Linked DNA regions of Mus musculus: region 1 is linked to region 2. A link is a contact called in public HiChIP or PLAC-seq data. All regions are on one chromosome and are shown on one strand. Each heading gives the region's core, a stretch centred on a gene start, on an enhancer-like site or on the middle of the called end of the contact. The rest is flanking DNA. Distances are from core to core; before and after follow the strand shown. Region 1 has its middle 30 kb from the start of Rmdn2. Region 2 holds the start of Heatr5b (HEAT repeat containing 5B).

Region 1 (5,757 bases), core at 2,722-5,221, 750 kb before region 2:
GGATGGAACACAGGGCCCCCAATGGAGGAGCTAGAGAAAGTACCCAAGGAGCTGAAGGGGTCTGCAACCCTATAGGTGGAACAATATGAACTAACCAGTACTCCCACAGCTCGTGTCTCTAGCTGCATATGTAGCAGAAGATGGCCTAGTCGGCCATCATTTGAGAGGCCCCTTGGTCTTGCAAACTTTATATGCTCCAGTACAGGGGAATGCTAGGACCAAGAGGTGGGAGTGGGTGGGTAGCAGAGCAGGGTTGGTGGGGAGGGTATAGGGAACTTTCAGGATAGCATTTGAAATGTAAATAAAGAAAATGTCTAATAAAAAAAAGAAGGAAAGAAAGAAAAGAAAAGTCCAAAGTTAGGACTCAAAACAAAACAAAACAAAACAAAACAAAAAAACCAAAAAAGCCAAAAAACACATTACTACCTTCCCAGGAGCTCCATCCACACTCCTGGTTTAGCTCCAGATTGAACGCAACCATCCCTCAACCTGGGAACTGGGAGCTGCTGTCTGAACTCCACCAGTCATTTTTTTTTTTTTTTTGGCTTTTCTTTATTCCTCATAGCTAGCTTCTTCAAGCCGCCACCAGCTGATCTGTCTTCTCTCTTTCTCCTACACACCTTAGCTCCTTGGAAGAAAAACACTAGACCACTTCATTGTGGGGGTGGGATGGGGGACTTTTGGGATAGCATTGGAAATGTAAACGAGGAAAATACCTAATAAAAAAATGTTACAAAACAAAACAAAACAAAACAAAACAAAACAAAACAAAACAAAAAACAAAAAAAACCAAACTTTCCAGGTAACACAATTTCTGGGCACAGAAACCTCTAGACCCAGACTTATCAGCTAACCTATACGAGCCGTTCTCAGGTAATGGAGGCTACCAATTCTGGTTGCCCGGGGGCCTTACGTGATTATGGCATTCTTCTCATTCCAAAGCCTGCTCTGAAGACATCCTCTCTTCCTGCATCTGCTCTTCCTCCTCCTGGGACCTGGAAGTCCCATCTTTTTCCTTTCGCCCAGCAATTGACTTTCTCCTTCTTTATCGACCAAATCAAGAACCAATTAGAGAAACAGATTTTAGCATCAGCTCCTCCCCCTACATTTCATGCAATATTTTAACACATTAATAGCAACTGCATCAAGAGACCTCTTGCACTGAGGGGTTTTTAAAGCGATATTATGGCCAGTAATATCAACCTGACTTTTAGTTTCAGTCTAACGCTTATTTTTATATGTTGACTATCTAGATAGGAAGGTGTATGCAAGATATTTTTATTTTATACTCTTTGAAGTAGAAATTCTCATACAGTTTGTGGTTTGTGTTAAAACTTTGTGGCTCGAAGAGCCTTTTAGCAAGGTTAGAGAAGTGGATTAGTGGAAAGAGTGATGGAGAAAAGAGTAAGCTGTTGAGACAGCTCTTCCAGAGATCAGCGCTTGAGGGTTAGGATGCTAAGGCCATTGGACAAAGCATTCTTGATAATGCTGTAGGGAAAGGCACTGGGGCATAGCATGCTTTTTTTTTTTTTTTTGAATAAGGAACTTTAATTTTTAAAATCTCCCAAGTCAGAGCATTGAAAGTTGATTATGTGTTTATGCCTCATATATATGTTGAAGTTCTTTAGTTTTTTAAAAGCTTATTTGTGTGTATGTGTGTGTATGTGTGTGTGTGTGTACACATATGAATGCTATGATGTGTATGTATAGGTGAGAGGATAATTTGTGGGGATAGTTTGGTCCTTCCAACACATGGGTCCTGGGAATTGGATCAGTTTGTCAGGCTTGGTGCTAAGTGACTTTAATTCACAGAACCATCTCACCAGCCCCCATATGTTAAAGTTCTAACCCAGTGTGATGATGTTGGGACGTTGAGTCTTTAACGAATATGATGGTTAATTTTGTCAAGTTGATGGAACTTAGAGTCACCATGGAAACAAGCCTTTGGGCATATCTGTGAAGGACTGTCTAGACTAGGTTACCTGAATTAGGAGTACCCACACTTAAATGGAGGTGCAAGTCCATGGCCCGAGGTCCCAAACTGAATAGAAGGGTGAAAGCAAACAGTACAAGCTTATGTGTCTACTTGCTTACTGACAATGCCCTGGGGACAGCTGCCTCAAGCTCCTGCCACCTTGACCACCCACTGTGATGGACTGTAGCCTCGAACTGTGAGCCAAATAGAGTTTCTTTCTTATTTTTGTTCTTATCAGGTATTTTATACAAGAATGACACAAGAAGTTAATACAGTGGGTGACTAGATCAGGAGATGAGTTCCCAGATGGTTATCATGGCCCATTGTGCACCTTTGCTCACGTGGGGCCATCTGTCAATCTTGACTGTATTCCTTCCTTCTTGCTCTGTACTGTTGCTTCCCTTTGAATGGAGTTTCCTTGCTACCTTTACGAACCTTTTAGCCTTTATTTAACTTCTTTGATTAAGAGGCCAAGAACTTGGAAACACTAGCCACAGACCCTTACCCACCTATAACAAAATGACTTCTATCTCTAGAAGCAGGCAATTATGGGAAGGCAGATGAAGGCAATTTAGTAAAGCTCACTTCTGTGGGTTCCTCTGGTACCTGCCCAGAAGGAGGGACTGAGGCTGTCTTCAGTGGTTAACTGCTGTCAGGACCAGTGGGAGGGAAGTAGAACATCTTTTGGTTGTAAATCAGTGCCCTACCCTTAGCCAGAAGGAGAATAGGCAGGGGTGTCTTCTTACCATCAGCTCTAACGAGCCTTATGCTAAAGAGGCATATATGGGATGACCAATCTGCCCTCTATATCACTACGGATACTGTGCTTTGATTTTTATCAAAGCTAGATTACTATGTTTTTATTTTAGCCTTAGAGACATACCAAAACATCCTTCAACAAAACAAAATACTTCCTGTAGCACAAGATGAGCCTTTAGAATAATATCAGTATCCAGCTATTAATATATACAGCTGTCACTGTGCATCTTTATTAATTTTTAAGCAAATGTCATAGTAAACAATAGAGGATATTAAATAACCATTAGAAATAGCTCAGGGTTTGCAGTTTTGCAGCCTCTCTCTATTGGTGTGATGCTCTGTATATGCTCTGCCCGGGGAGTGACACTATTAGAAGGTATGACCCTGTTGGAGTAGATGTGTCACTGTAGGTGTGGGCTTTAAGACCCTCATCCTAGCTGCCTAGAAGCCAGTATTCTGTTAGCAGCTTTCAGATGAAGATATAGAACTCTCAATTCCTCCTGCACCATGCATGCCATATTCCCACCTTGGTGATAATGGATTGAACCTCTGAAGCTGTAAGCAAGCCCCAATTAAATGTCCTCATAAGAGCTGTCTCCGTTATGGTGTCTGTTCACAGCAGAAAAACCCTAAGACAGTTGTGTTAACAGTTGAGTCTGGATTACTCTTTTCGCCCTTTCACTTTCTGTCCTGCCCTGAGAGTGAGTTGAGAGCCCTTCAGGAGGGTTAAGCATCGTGCTGTGTGCTCATCTGCTTCTAATGACTCGGGGTTTTCTGCCCACCAGTCCTTACTTCTGTTCCTGTCTGTAGGCTTACGTTCTGGCTTCAACTGCTCATGTTTGTGGTCAGCTCTGTGACTTTCAGTTTCAAGGTCTAGACATTCCTTTTCTGTCCCAACCACATGCATATTCTGGTTTCTAGCCCTTTCTACCCGTCTACAGCCCATGTTCCTCTACTCCATCCACAGGGGCTTAGGGGAACCTTTGGGTCTTCTTCTACCTGGATAGGGTATTCAGGACTTTCCCAGACAAACTGGCCCTGTGAATGAAAATTACGGTGATGTAATTAAGCACAATAAGAAAAAACTTCCTGGGCAGAGCTCTTAGAAAATCTCAAATTTCTTTTCACAAAGATATATGGAAGTTATGATTACTATGTTGCTTCTAACAGTACACAGGCTATTTGATCTCTCCTTGAATAAGGAAACAAAGTCAAAGATAAGATAATGTTGCCTTGAGAAAAGACATTTGCTCTCAGTGTTTTTTCTGGAGGTAGCCTTGAGAATGTGACTCAGGGCTGAGCCTACATTAATTTGGGGGGGGGGTAGCCAGTAAGTCTTGGATGGAAAACACTGATTCTTAAATAAAACTCTGATACATACTATTTATCTCTCCAGTCTCCAAATGGTCTGTTAGCCATGTCTTGATAATAAAGCCCCCCTTTTTTTAAAAGTGGGGGGAGGGAGGAGCCGATAGTTTCTCAGTTTGTAAATGTTCTCTCATGCAGGCTAAAAGCAAGTGTTGAATGATGATGGTCCATGCATTTAAGTATACTTCCCTTTGAAATGTAATATTTCAGTTAACGGGAAGCTTAACATAGAGGAAAAAAGCCTTCTGTTCAAAGCTTCAGACTAAGTAGACTTCACAGAGAGTATTTGGACATCAAAGGCGTTGGGAGTTGGGAAGTGATTCAGAGAGTCCCTGAACTGGGAGACAAAGAAGAGAGATCACTTGACTGTCTGCAGTCAGGCATTTGATTTATCTGGGTATGGTCAGGCAGGAAGTCCCTAGCAGAGCTTAGATGGCAGTTCCTGATTGGTTAAGTTTGAGGTCTGTTATACTGCTCGCATGAAACTTTTATTTTGTTTGCTCAGGTAAGGACACAAGGCACAAGAACCGCCCAGGCATAAGACCTGCTCACTGTTTTAACAATAAACAATGTTAGTGGAGGGGGAATATGGCAGGAATCGTTTCTGTCCTCCTGTCTTAATGGAAGGAAAATGGCAGGGAGGCATAAGTCGCTGTTTAGGCCTCTGAAAATGACTCGTTTTGTGTCCTTAAGCAAGTCATTTATGGAGTTTGTGTATTAAACAAGTAAGGCTTACTGATGGATAAGGAGGATGGTATTATCTGAATGACTGGAGGCCTTCTCAAAGGGACAGTGACACCAAATGACTAAGTCCAACCCTCTTGCATGCTGGTGAGCAGGGTATTAACCTATCAAAGCAGGTCATCCAACCCAGCCCTCTTGGTTGGTAGGTAGGAAACTTTCAGAACATAATTTTTACCAAGGTCATATGGCCAGGAGAAGCAGATCTTAGCCTAGAACTCAGGCTGTCTGATTATCACTGTCCAAAAATAGATAAGAGTTTTTATTTTGTCATTGAACATAAAGCACAACGTCCTCAGCAATGCTCCCAGCTCTTTGTCCTGGAGCGCAGAGAGAGGATTTAAGAAACCCTTACCAATTAGTCTAGCAAACGTTCGGGATATGAATTTGACTCAATGTTGTCATCCCGAGGAATGGGCTATTTCAGCAGCTCTATAACTGTTGACTCTAGACAGTCCAACATGAGTCAGGAGTTCCTCACCACAGAGACTGAGGAGTGAGGCAGAGGGATCACTAAGTCAGGAAAGCAGAGTTGAGGGCAGGGGCCGAGGCTGCTGACTCTGACAGAGCACAGAGGAGTTGTTGACAGAGCTCTACAGCACATGCCTGTTGGCTTGTTTCTCTGAACCTGACCATTCTTGTAGGAAAAGGGAACTCTTTCTCCATCTATGTAGGGCTCTTCAGAGCAACAAAAGGTTGAATAACAAGAGAACAGAAGTTGTTCAGAACCAGAAGTTGTTGGCATGTCTACCATACATACATGGGGTTCTCAGAGATGAGTGACTGAAAGGGCTGTCTAGAACTTGAGTTCATGCGACATCCTGACAAAAGAAGAGCAAGTATTTAGGGATGCAACAAGATGAAAGATGGAGTCTTTGAGCTTTTGGGGCAGCTGGATTTGAGGAAGTTAAATA
Region 2 (5,965 bases), core at 3,322-5,821:
TGGAAACTAATACTCTTTGTCAACTAACACACTATAAACTAATACCTCTCCTGTGTTTAAGTACCTCCTTCTCAGTAAGATCATTATCTATCTATCTATCTATCTATCTATCTATCTATCTATCTATCTATCTTCAAGATAGGGTCTCACTGTGTAGTTCTGGCTGTCCTGGAACTCACTAGGTAGCCCAGGATGGCCTTGAACTCACAGACGTCCATCTGCCTCTGCCTCCCCTGTGGACTTATGCCATTTTAAAAAGTGACAATCACAGGCACAACAGTCTTGGCTGACAGAAATCTCAAGAGACAACAGACGTCCCATGTGAGAAATCAAAGCGATTAAAATAGAAAAAAGCAAACTGAAGCCATCATTTCTAGCTGCTGCATCTGAGAAAGCAGTTTCATTTCCTAGAGGGAAGCATGGCTTCTTCAATGGGAAGGCCACTCAGCTCGCTGCCATAGGTACAGGGCAGGCTGGGCAGAGTCCTGCCATGCTCTCCGAAGTTGCTGTGTTGCTGGCTGGCTTCCCTACCCACCACGTGCCACCATTCCTCACAGCCTCTGCTGTCAGCCAGTTTCTTCAAGGCTGTGGTGGGAGGCTAAGCAGTGCATGTTGGCATGGGAGGCATCCTAAATGGACATGAGAAGACATCTCTGAAAGGGCTGTTAGCACCACAAATCCTAAGTACCGCCAACTTAGGTGTCCGTCAGTACCAAGTCAGCTCTGCACACGACTCACCGCTCTTGCCTAGAGCCTGCCCACTCTTGTATCCCATCTTTTGGAGCAGAGCGAACCCTTTGTTTTCACAGCCGAGTGCATTCTTCAACCCGATGTCACGTCTTTCCCGCTCTTCTTCTTTTACGCTCTTCTGCCTGTTTCTCAGATTAGCTTGCTGTTGCTTTTCTTCTTTCCGACGGGCTTCTCGGATCTGCCTCAGCATCGGCACACCGGGTCTGACATCTTCTCTGAAAAAGAGCGGAATGCTCTTGTAGGTGAGTTCCCGACATTTGCTCCCCGTTTGCAGCAGAGCAATGAAGGGCAGTTACAAGCTGTGGGAAACTGAAGGCAGTATAAAGTTGAGAATGTTAGAATTACTTTGGAGTAATTCTTTCTAAGAGGTAAATAACAATAAACAGTAAAGCTGAATAAAGGCTGGACAGGAGAATAAGATTCCACACAGAGAGGAGCCAAACAGTGATACGAGACAGAAGAGGGCACCCAAGGCGAATCAAGAGCAGAAGTAACATGGTTAGCCCTCAGAGAAATGAGAAAACACCTCTTATCTGTGGATGGACACAGGGCATTTTCCAGGAAACAGGAAGACTGACTTTTTGTTTATCTGTTTGCAGTCAGGGTTTCTCTATGAAGCCTTGGATGTCCTGAAACCCTTTCTGTAAAACAGGCTGACTCCAATTCAATGGGATGGCCCACCAGCTCCTACCTGCCAAGTGCTGGGATCAAAGGTGTGCGCCGCCATGCCTGGCAGGAAGGTTGGTTTTAATGTCATATTTAAAAAACAAACAAACAAACAAAAAACCCCAATGTCCTGGAATAGCAAGATGGCTCACCAGGTAAACAGGTTTGCCGGGTTAGCCTGAGCACCTGACTTTGGTTCTCAGAATCCATGTGGAGGGAAGAAGTGGCTCCCAAAAGTTGTTTTCCAATCTCCACAGGGGTGCAGTGCCCTTCCCACAATGATGAACTAAAGTTTAAAAATTAAAATATATATTAAAAAATATCCTGTGCTAGGGCAGTAGTCCCGTTGTCAGGGTACTTGTCTAGCATGCATAAAGCCCTGAGTGTGATCCCCAAAACTGCAAAACCCAGACATTGTGGCACATAGCCTTTGCTGTAGTCTCAGCCCTTAGGAGGTAGAGGCAGGAGGATGAGCTGCCCAGTGAGCTGGAGAACTGCCTAAGCTCCATGTACCCCTAGCTTTAAACAAACAGACATGACCACCACCTCTACCCAACCAATGTCCTTATTTCATTCTATTTGTGTCTTTTGGATATCCAGACACCATCAAATTAGATATACCCATTTACTCACTGAACATTAATGAAGGAATCCGACATATAGTCCTCCTCTTCTGTCATGCTCTCCTTCATCTGACAACACTACCTGCAAATCAAGTAGGACCAAGGGTGAGAGCGATCATCCTCGTCATAATTTTAGTTTATCAATACAGAAATCGACCATGGAGAGTGGCAATGCTTCACTATGCTCCCTTGTATGCAAAGATGGAGAATCTTAGCACCCTATGTCTTAGCAACAGAGAGGCTGCCAACCCAACAAAGGCCAACTGGGAATGGTGTGGGTTTTAGAAACCTCAAAGGTTTCTAAACTGACACACCTCCTCCAACAATGCTTTCCAAAAAGTACTATGAGCCAACTGTAAGCCATTCTAATCAAAGTCACCAGACCACCAGAGACAAATACTCTTGTTTTATCCTTTTTTTTTTTTTTTCTCTCTCCCTGAGATCAGGTCACCCGCCACCTCAGGCTGGCATGGAACTCACCATGTAGTCCACGCTAGCCTTGAACCTGTGATTCTCCAGTTATGAGACAAACCCTCATATAATCGTGTAGTATTCTCCAAGATGACCTGCTCCTAGTCAATTTTGTTGAGCAGTTTGTGTAATAGTTTTTAATAGGATATATTAGAGTGACTTTGTTTTTGGCTTTTCTGGAGGCAGGGTTTCTCTATGTAGTCTCAGCTATCCTGGAGCTCACTTTGTAGATCAGGCTGACCTTGAACTCATAGAGATCCACCTGCCTCTGCCTCTTGAGTGCCACCTGCGCCTGGCTTAGGGTGACTTTTTGGTCACACTATACAGTGCACTCTACAGTTGGTAGTATGAATGAATTGAGTGAAGTCAGTGGTCATATATGAGAACACTCAAGAAGCTCTGTAGAGATGGCCACGTGGGAGGATCCGAGGCACAAATGAGTGAGCCAACTAAGTGCGCCTCTTAGAAGATTAGTCAAGCCCGAGATGAATCAGACTGACCTGCAGTCTCCTAGTACTCACCTAGCTTAGGAGCAGCCCAGTAGATAAGAAGTATTAGTTCCACTTTCCAGCAGGGAAAACTGAGGCTCAATGTGGCTAAATAATTGGTTCACAACCACAAAGAATACAAGTCTTGGTGATCTTGTTCCTGAAACGGAACGAGGTTGTAATTGCTGAGATGGGTGTTGAATCCAGGGCCTCATACAAGCAAGGAATGTGCTTTATAACTGAGCTAAATCTCTAATTCAAACTAGATTATTTTTAAGGGAAGCATTTAACTCCACAGACATGGTGGCCCTCTGGTGTGATTTCAGCACCCAGCAGTTCGAGGACAGTATGATCTACCTGTGTAAAAATACACACACACACACTTACAAAAGTACAAGGGATTACATGTTACTTTTAAAGCTCTGCCTTTTATAGTTATTCCATCTTTTACATATAATTTTCACATAAAATCACACTGAAACTTCACAGCTGGGGGCACTGTAGATTCATTAAATGATACGGTTTGAGGAAGTTAATTACCAATAGTGAGGACATTATGTTAGGAAGTGGAATAAGGGGGCTGGAGAGATGGCTCAGAGGTTAAAAGAACTGTCTGCTCTTCTAGAGGTCCTGAGTTCAATTACATGGTGGCTTTATAACTATTTATAATGAAATCTGGTGCCCTCTTTGGGCCTGTAGGCATACATGCAGGCAGAACGCTATATAATAAATAAATCTTAAAAAAAAAAAAAAGGAAGGAAGAAGGAAAGAAAGAAAAAGAGAGAGAGAGAAAAGAATAAGGAATTGGGTCTTAAAATGTGAAGGTTCCCCTCCTATGAGGACAACATACACTAGCATTATCCACTTCCTTCAAATATAAGAATAAACTCCACAAGTCGATAGATAACCCAGGTAGGGATGCTGGTGGCCTGACCCCTCACTTAAGAGTCACAACAGCGAAGTGGTCAGGATTCTGGGTCTGAGGGGGTAAATCACGCAGCATCTGTTGATGGTTGGAGGTGGTGTGTGTCAAAGAGCCAGAGCAAGTTTAGGTGAAGCGCTTTGCCTGTTCCGAAATAATGGAGCAACCACTTTCTCAACAGGACGATTATAGGTGCTGCTAGCGTATTTCAGTATTGAGCACCGAGTTTGAAGCAGAGCTACAGAACACACAGAGCTGGGCTAACTCTCCTGTGGGTGCCTCGGGCATCGCAGGCTCTTTCTTCCCTCCCGCTCTCCTCCCTCCTGCACCCTCCCACCAAAACGACCACTTACGGATGGGGCGTAGCTGACGCTGTGATAGGCAGTCACAGCCAACTTGCACCGACCTCTGTCATTCTCCTGAGCGCCCGCACACCCTGAAGCCGGAGCTTTACTGCCCGGAACCAGCTCCGCGGAGGTCGCGCTGCGCATGCGCCGTGCAATTGGCGCAGGACCCACAAACATCCCACTCGTCCCCGACAGCCGATTCGCTTCGAAACTTGGGGTGGGCGGGGCTAAGAGGACGTGGGGGCGGGCCGGTCCGCAGGACCTGTGTCTCGCGCATGCGTCGTCTCCCGGCTTCCTGAGGGCCGGAGTTTGGGAGGCGGGGCATCCGGGTCCCTCGGCAGAGCGGAGCTTGGCTGCTCGGCTCGGACTAGACCAGGAGGTGAGGCGGTCTCGCGCGCTGTCAGAGCCTGCAGGCTGTGACATCCCTGGGTCCCAGGACATTTTCCGAGGGCTGAGGAGGGAATTCGAGTTTTGAGGCCGGGGATCCTCAGCCTCGGGGTTGACAGCTCGAGGACTCCTACGACGGGAGGCTGACATCCCAGGGCGGCCCGGGGACCCCGGTTTGCGTTTCCAGCAGACTCTCAGTTGTCGGGGTCTTCGGAGCGGCCCGGTGCATCCAGACCCGGAGCACTGCATTCCCGGGGCGAGGGGTTGTCCCGGGCGCCCCTGCCGCAGTGTCCCCGTGGGGCCCGCCTCCGCCGATCAGAACCCTACGGTCACTCTTCTGGGTCCCGGTGGCGAGGGACGGGTGGCGGAGAAAGCTCCCCAGACGCCTGAGCTCGGTGCTTCGGGGTTCTCAGGGTAGAATGAGTTAATAGCCTGTGTTCTAACAGGGAAACAACCGCCCCGGAATAGTGCCTTTTTTGCAGTATTTACATTTTCCTTTCATTCCATTCTTATCGCCAGTTTTTTCTTTCTTTCTTTCTTTCTTTCTTTCTTTCTTTCTTTCTTTCTTTCTTTCTTTCTTTCTTTCTTTCTTTCTTTCTTTCTTTCTTTCTTTCTTTCTTTCTTTCTTTTAAATCATTGTCCTTTCAAAGTTAGTTCTCTAATGAGAAATGAAACCACGCTTTCTTTCCCTAGCTTAGTGGTTGCATTTATGAAACTTGACATTTAATATTTAAGAAATCCTTACATGTAAGGGCTGGAGAAAGGAATCCGTGATTAAGAATACTTGTTGCTTTTGACAAGGACCTGGGTTTGATTTCCAGCGCCCACAAGATGACTCACAACCATCTGTAACTCCAGTTCTAGGGGGAGCCAACACCCTGTATATATATATATGTGTGTGTGTGTGTGTGTGTGTGTGTGTGTGTGTGTGTGTGTATGTATGTATGTATGTATGTGTATACATACATTTGGGCAAAACACTCCTACACATAAATTAAAAATTCCTTAGAATATATTTTACTCTTTTTTTAAAAAACGAATCTGTTCATTTAAGGTGTGAATTAAGAACATCAATAATGGAGCTAGCTCACAGTTTATTGCTAAATGAGGAAGCTTTGGCTCAGATCACGGAGGCAAAGAGACCCGTGTTCATCTTTGAATGGTTGAGATTTCTTGATAAAGTCCTAGTTGCTGCCAACAAGGTAAGCATTGCCCACCTCACCATAGGTTGATATAAAGAAAATTGAAGGCATTGTGTTTTGAAAATGTTATGAGTCTTTCATCTAAGGAATTGGAGGATGTTATACTATG

The links. HiChIP or PLAC-seq counts read pairs in DNA pulled down with a chosen protein or histone mark.
Region 1: a contact with region 2 is called in an H3K4me3 HiChIP or PLAC-seq map of bone marrow-derived macrophages, with 7 times the contacts expected there. The contact joins the enhancer-like site here to the promoter of Heatr5b in region 2. A contact is called at or near these places in 1 of 39 promoter capture datasets (embryonic stem cells), 4 of 15 datasets of contacts at CTCF or cohesin (the NIH/3T3 cell line, large pre-B cells, pro-B cells and 1 more), 5 of 484 Hi-C or Micro-C datasets (adipose-derived mesenchymal stem cells, cerebellar granule neurons, cerebral cortex and 1 more), 11 of 115 datasets of contacts at active chromatin or transcription factors (the 230-238 cell line, the NIH/3T3 cell line, Th17 cells and 8 more) and 2 of 9 other capture datasets (adipose tissue and liver).

Annotation. Positions count from the first base shown.
Region 1 is chr17:79,582,390-79,588,146 of GRCm38.p6, reverse strand. It overlaps a transcript of Rmdn2 not described here. Among named protein-coding and RNA genes, the nearest start is that of Rmdn2, 30 kb to the left of the region's middle. Within about 2 kb of position 3,971, at least 48 of the 459 cell types and tissues checked have an H3K27ac peak or open chromatin away from gene starts, as enhancers often do. A contact at or near this core is called in bone marrow-derived macrophages, where this site is marked.
Region 2 is chr17:78,833,987-78,839,951 of GRCm38.p6, reverse strand. Heatr5b (HEAT repeat containing 5B) reads left to right here and starts at 4,571. Exons shown (of 36, transcript NM_001081179.1): 1 at 4,571-4,646; 2 at 5,709-5,856. The coding sequence starts at 5,731. Gpatch11 (G patch domain containing 11) reads right to left here and starts at 4,436. Exons shown (of 10, transcript NM_181649.6): 1 at 4,274-4,436; 2 at 3,032-3,158; 3 at 2,050-2,121; 4 at 739-965. The coding sequence starts at 2,108.